2 separate regions of the Mus musculus genome follow, and region 2 is linked to region 1. A link is a contact called in public promoter capture Hi-C data. All regions are on one chromosome and are shown on one strand. The core of a region is the stretch at or near the end of the contact, and the rest is flanking DNA. Distances in the headings are between cores, read along the strand shown. Region 1 holds the start of Rps19 (ribosomal protein S19). Region 2 holds the start of Zfp36 (zinc finger protein 36).

The links. Promoter capture Hi-C pulls out the DNA fragments that hold promoters and counts their contacts.
Region 2: a promoter capture Hi-C map of second pharyngeal arch cranial neural crest shows a contact between it and region 1. The contact joins the promoter of Zfp36 here to the promoter of Rps19 in region 1. A contact is called at or near these places in 2 of 39 promoter capture datasets (pre-B cells and second pharyngeal arch cranial neural crest) and 1 of 484 Hi-C or Micro-C datasets (B cells).

Annotation. Positions count from the first base shown.
Region 1 is chr7:24,883,021-24,886,254 of GRCm38.p6, forward strand. It overlaps Rps19 (ribosomal protein S19), which reads left to right and starts at 1,572. Exons shown (of 6, transcript NM_001360119.1): 1 at 1,572-1,647; 2 at 2,116-2,186; 3 at 2,432-2,532. The coding sequence starts at 2,116.
Region 2 is chr7:28,377,644-28,380,877 of GRCm38.p6, forward strand. It overlaps Zfp36 (zinc finger protein 36), which reads right to left and starts at 1,585. Exons shown (of 2, transcript NM_011756.4): 1 at 1,531-1,585; 2 at 1-850. The coding sequence starts at 1,554.

The sequences.
Region 1 (3,234 bases), core at 322-2,821:
TTTTTTTAAATTTACTTTTGTGTGTATGTGTCTGCATATGTACATACATGAGTGCACGTGCCCGAGGAAGCCAGAAGAGGACATGTCATCCTCTGGAGATGAAAGTACAAGCTACTGTGACCCTCCAGTGTAGGTGTTTGGAACTGAAGTCAGATTTTCTGAAATTGCTGAGCCATCTGTCTCTCCGGCCCCTCAAACTGGCTTAACTTTTCACTTATGTATTGATAATTCATTTCTTTTTAATATTTTTTTCTAATTTTAAGTCTTAGTATGTGTATAAAGAGGGTGCGATATGTGAACATACACCCTTCTCTGAGACGCACCTGTGGCAGTCAGAGGACAAAACTCTGTAGTTAGTTCTTATACCGTGATGGGTTCAAAGAATCGTATCAGGTCAATCAGGCTCGTATGGGAGAACTTCTACCTAGTGAGCGAACCATCACAATGCCCCTCGTTTCTTTTTTTTTTTTGGGGGGGGGGGGGTCGAGACAGGGTTTCTCTGTGTAGCCCTGACTGTCCTGGAACTCACTCTGTAGACCAGGCTGGCCTCGAACTCAGAAATCCGCCTGCCTCTGCCTCCTGAGTGCTGGGATTAAAGGCGTGCGCCACCACGCCCGGCCCCTCCTCTCTTTTCTATCTTAAATAATATTTGTCTGGATGCAACACAACCTCAAATATTTTATGCGCTGCGCTGCGGGGTGGGAGTGGGAGGTACTGAGAGCCTGGCGTAGTGACACACTCCCGTAGCATTAAGCTGGGGGATCATGAGTTCAAAGCCAGCCTTAGATAAAAAGTCCCAGGCCAGTCTTGGCTAAATAAATTAATGATAATCCTGTCTCAAAACAACAAACGATAGGCAGGTAGGTGGGTGGGTAGGTACAGATATAATAAAGTTGCACAGGTCAGCTTGGATGACTCAGAAGAGGCAAACGAGGAGACTAACGGTCTGAACAACCAGACTCCGGCACTAGATGGCGGAGCTGAACCTCCACCAAGGGCCCGCCTCTACCCCTTTGTCCCCGCCCTAATCTCCTCCCCGCTCCCAACGCCTTCTTTCCTCTCCGCGAGCGTCAATGGAGCTGAAGCAACTTCCGCCCAAAGAAGGGTGGGGCTTCCGTGTATCTCTTGGTCTCGCGAATGCTAATGCTAGCACAAAAGGTGGTGGTGGCCACATGTCATAGTGCCTTTTCCCTGGATTGCCTGTCACGGTTCCGCCCGTAACTATTCCCATTTCCGGCCAGGAAGCAGGGTCTTGCGCTGAATCCCGCCTTCCTTTCGTGCGCGCTCAACTTCGCCCGCACTTCCGCCCTCAAAAGTTTCCGCCTCCTTGTTCCCGCCAGACACACAAGGCTCAAATGAAGGCCGACTCCCCCAGCTCGCTCCGGTCACGCCCAAGGAAACGGAAAGAGGAACCAGATCCCTTATCCTCCTCCCGAGTCCCTTCTCTTGGCTTCTCCACCCCTTCCTCTTACAGACCCGCCCATTTTGGGTGGAGATGAAGCCATATTCGCCCTCAGAAAGGCGGAGCCCTCTGGTTTAGCCGCTCTCGCGAGCACTCCGAAATCTCGCGAGACTCGACGCCCGACTTGTGCGCCCGGGAAACCCCGTCGTTCCCTTTCCCCTGGCTGGCAGCGCGGAGGCCGCACGGTGAGTGAGGGCTCTGGGTCGCGGCTGTGCGCGGGGCCACGGGGCCGGGCTTTCTGGCCCCAAGAGCTCGTGCCGGGACCGCGGGAAGCCCGGCGCGGGGTCGCTCCGCCCTCTGGAGCCGCGGCCACGTGCGAGCGGCAGGCCCGGACATGCCTGATCGCCGCAATCCGGGAGCCCGGAGGGTTAGGTGGGCAGCGGAGGGGTGAGTGGGACGCCCGGAACGTGGGCTTGAGGGAGCGGGGTGTGGAGGGCTCTCCCACGCGGTCACCACGCCGCGGTGCTGCGATCCGCGTGGCGTGTGCACCCGGCAACTCTGTTGGACCTGCAGGAGCCGAGTTGCAGGGACATGAGGCTGGGTGGATGCTGAGGCTTTGGGGTGGACTGGCGACGAGCAGGGTTGGTGTTGACCTGGACCCACGTCAGGGGTTTGCACCAAGCCTGACCTCGGCATGCTTGTCCCTTCCTCAGATGCCCGGAGTTACTGTAAAAGACGTTAACCAGCAGGAGTTCGTCAGAGCTCTGGCAGCCTTCCTCAAAAAGTAAGTGTTTGTTGGAACTGAGGCCTGACCCCTGTGCGCTGTGACCCCAATGTGTCATTAATCCCTCTGGCCACTTGCTGGGGGTCTTTTCTGAATTGGGCCTACGGTGACCATGCTTCCTTTTTAACCTGTTCGTTCTTGCTTTTTTTTTCCCCCAACCTTGTTAACTTGCTAAAGGTTAGTAGATCTGAAGTCATCTTTGGAAATTTTTGAAGTGTGCTTTTTCTCAATTCTCTTGGTTCTAGGTCCGGGAAGCTGAAAGTCCCCGAATGGGTGGACACAGTCAAGCTGGCCAAACATAAAGAGCTTGCCCCATATGATGAGAACTGGTTCTACACACGAGCTGGTAAGAACTGAGGCTTTGGCTGGGAGTGGGAACCTGGGCGACCCCAGGCAGGGACCCTGTCTTCCCCTCCCATCTACACCAGGAGACAGACCTCATTATTGAATAGCTGTAGCTTTAAACTAGAAAGGAAATCTGAGGGCAAATGAGTGTCCATATTTTGCTTACTTGAGAGTCTTAACAGCTTTCTGTGTCCACGGTTATAGCATTTAGATTTGAACAACTGTCAACTCCTGTTTGGTTGAGTGGTCGGGAGTGCCACTCCTGTTATAAAGGAAACTTACAGATCTGGTGCCCAAAGAAAACTTTGGGGTGCCCCTCTGGTCTCTCTGGATCCTGCCTGGGTGCTTTGTGCATCCTGTTGTCTCTAGTCTTTAGGGGAGCAGGATTCTTTCTGCTGGGTAGTGCCAGGGTTGCAGTTCATGGCCAGGCCTTTGCTAGGGGGGGGCCCTGCCTGAGAATTCCCCTGGTCGTGGGAAGTAAGTTCCTCTTCGCTTAAGACCGTGAAGCAGTTTATAAGTTAATATTAAATGTCCACGGGATCCACTTTGTTTCAGGCTTTGGCATGGGCACAGGGACCACCATGACTCAACACAGCCTCTGAAAACCAAAAGGTCAATTCCACAGTGTGGGAAAAGGTCGGTGCTTCCACCTGCCAGCACGTTTTTAAGGAGGGTGATGTAGGGAAGGGTGGTGAGGCCTAGC
Region 2 (3,234 bases), core at 335-2,834, 3.5 Mb after region 1:
AGACAGGTGAGTCTGACCCCCCCAGGCTGCTGCCGCTGCTGGCGTAGTCATCAGGATCGGATCCCAGAGAGTGGGCAGATGGGCTCCGAGCCAGGCCACCCAAGGGCCCCCAGATGGTGCTGGGGGTAGTAGACCTTCGGCAGGAGGGGCAACAGGCCTGGTTAGGGTCTCTTCGAGTCACAGGGGTCCCAGGGGCAGCAGAGAAGGCAGAAGGGGAAAGTGGAAGATCCCCAGGGGGCGGTGGGGAGCTGGAAGGCGAAAAGGAACAAGAGGACAGGGAAGGGCCAGAAAAGCCTGGAGGTGGCGGCGAGCTTCTGCGGCCTGAGGGCAAGCCGGAGAAGCTGATGCTTTGTCGCAGCACATGGGGCTGGCCAGGGAGAGCTAGGTCCTCGGTGGGGTTGTGGATGAAGTGGCATCGAGAGCCATAGGGGCAGCGGCCCTGGAGGTAGAACTTGTGGCAGAGTTCCGTTTTGTACTTGGGGTGGCGATTGGCTTGGCGAAGTTCACCCAGGCCGTGAGCAAACTGGCACTTGGCCCCGTAGCGACAACGCCCGCTTTCTGAGTAGGTCCGACAGAGCTCGGTCTTGTATCGAGAGGAGGTGGTGGGAGTTGCAGTAGGCGAAGTAGGTGAGGGTGACAGCTCAGGGCCTGGGCGGGGAGCCAAAGGTGCAAAACCAGGGGGTGGGGGTACCCAGCCACAGCTTCGGCCCTCCACCAGGCTAGTGGAGCGGCCAGTCAGGCGAGAGGTGACCCCAGACGGGATGGAGTCCGAGTTTATGTTCCAAAGTCCTCCGAGGGATTCGGTTCCTCCGTGGTCGGATGACAGGTCATGGCTCATCGACTGGAGGCTCTGAGAGGAACAGGGTTCGGTTAGGCCACCAGAAAAGGTAAGGTGACGTCGCCCCGCCCCTGTTGTAAAGCACTTCACGAGCTTGCCAGTCCGGTTTGTGGGTTCTCGGCCTGAGCCCCACCCGGCTCACACAAACTCCAGGGAGAACCTGACTACAGAGATTTGAGTGTTTCCACATGACTGAAGGTAATCCAGAAGGATCTAGGAAGCCCAGTATCCCCGATCGAGAGAGGGTTCCCCCCCAAATCAAAGCACACTGCTGCTCGCCAACTTTGGGCCTCTAGGACTCCCCCCCCCCCCATATGACCGCCCACCGGGCGCTCGTTTCACAACTTGAAGGAGCCGGCCAAAGCTGACCCAGGAGGCCAGATCTCTCTAGAACTCTTACCCTGTCAACTCCCCCCCTACCTCAACCTTAGCACCTGCTTGGCCACCAAACCGCGCCATGGGCAGCGAAGGGCACTAGACAGGTGTGATGCCGCTTCCGCCCTACGCGAGTGACAGCAGTGTGCCAGCTTTTCGTCCCAAGGGGATCGCCGGTATCTGGACCGAGGCGCTAGGCTCGCTGGCTCCCTCTCTCATTTCCAGCCAGCCAGGGCTAGTCTGAGAAGGTACGGAGGCGTCCCGGGCCTAAGTTTGGTGCGTCGGGGATCCCGGGATGCTGTCTAACAGGTACTCACCTCGTAGATGGCAGAGAGATCCATGGTGGCGCGAATGGCCTTGGTGAAGAGACCGACTGTCGGTTCGCAGAAGTCAGGCTGTGGCCCGCAGCAGGAGCTTTCTCCTTTTATGGGGCGGCCTGGGGGCGTGGCCACTAGAGCTTCCGGGACGCGCCCCCGCGGCGTAGCTCGGCCGGCCTGGTACTAGGCCCCTTCCGCCTATCTGCTGGTTAGCATGCAAAATGTGCCTGAACTTGGCCCTCCCGCAGCTCCGGCCCCTCTCGGGGGGTAGTAGGGAGGGTTGTGTACGACCAACTGGAGGTGATGGTAGCGGGGCGTCCTAGTGTTTTTCAGAGGTGGAAGGCAGTCGGGAAGAGAACTGGGGCAGAAGTGGGGGCAGGGCTCTAGGGACAATTGACAAGGGCAGAGACTGAGGGCGTGTGCGTGTGAGACAGACGGGGGCGGGGAGAGACAAGTTGGAAGAGACAGAGATGGCCAGAAGCCGAGAGAAAAACAAAGAGACAGTGAGAGACATTCACAAGTAGGATCTGCTGGTTTAGGACTGTGATTCCGGCCCCTCAGGGAGGCTGAGGCAGGAGACTGGTAGTTCAAGGCCTGGCTCCACTATACAGTGGGTTCTAGGGCAGCTTGAGTAACTTGGTGAGACCCTTTTCTTAGGAAGTAAAAAGATGCCAGATCACTGATGGCCCAAACTTTTAATTTCAGCACTTGGAAGGCAGAAGCAGACGGATTTCTATGAGTTCGAGGCTAGCCTGGTCTACAGAGTGAGTTCCAGAACAGCCAGGACTACACACAGAAACCCTGTCTTTTTTGTTTGTTTGTTGTTTTTGTTTTTCGAGACAGGGTTTCTCTGTATAGCTCTGGCTGTCCTGGAACTCACTTTGTAGACCAGGCTGGCCTTGAACTCAGAAATCCGCCTGCCTCTGCCTCCGGAGTGCTGGGATCAAAGGCGTGTGTCACCATGCTCGGCTGAGAAACCCTGTCTTGAAAAACAAAACAAAAGACAAGACAGTGGCATATGGTTGTAATCTTGGCATTTGGAGGTGGAGGAAGGGGGATCAGGCGTTCAATGTCAGACTAAGCTATTGATTGAGTTCCAGGTCCTACTTTTAAAAAAAAAAAAAAAAAAAAAGAGAAACCACGAAGGTAAGGAGGAAGTAAAACGAAGTCTCAGCGACTTGGTATGTACTCCTTAGAGCCAACCCTATTATAGAAAGAAAAAAAGATGACATTTACAAAGTGGGGAGACAGTAAGACAGGGAGAGGGGACTGGGAAACAAATCTAGGCGAGGAAGTGGGTTACAGAAAGATAGAAAGGCGAAATAAAAACTTAAACCTGAAGGCACAGAACCTGTAAGACAGTTGGTCCAGGTAGGGACCGCTCTGAGCTGTAGCTCAGCAGTGCCCTTCCAACCCCCTAGTCTAGCATGGCTGGATAGCACATTTACCCAAGCTGCAGTTTAAATTAAGAGGTTTTGCTTCCGAAAACTCAAGGTTGGAACAGCTTACGTCTTTTATTAGGGAGGAAGCTCTGCTCTATTGAAAGAATGGGCCACCTTCAACGTTGAATGGGTTTCTAGTAATGCAAGCAGTCTTAACTCAACTCTCTGGAGATCTGTAAGGTTTTTGCTTTTCAGTCGGTCTCCTTAGCCGGCTTGGAACTTGCGATCCTCCAGTCTCCACCACCCAAGTAGTGTTAGGATT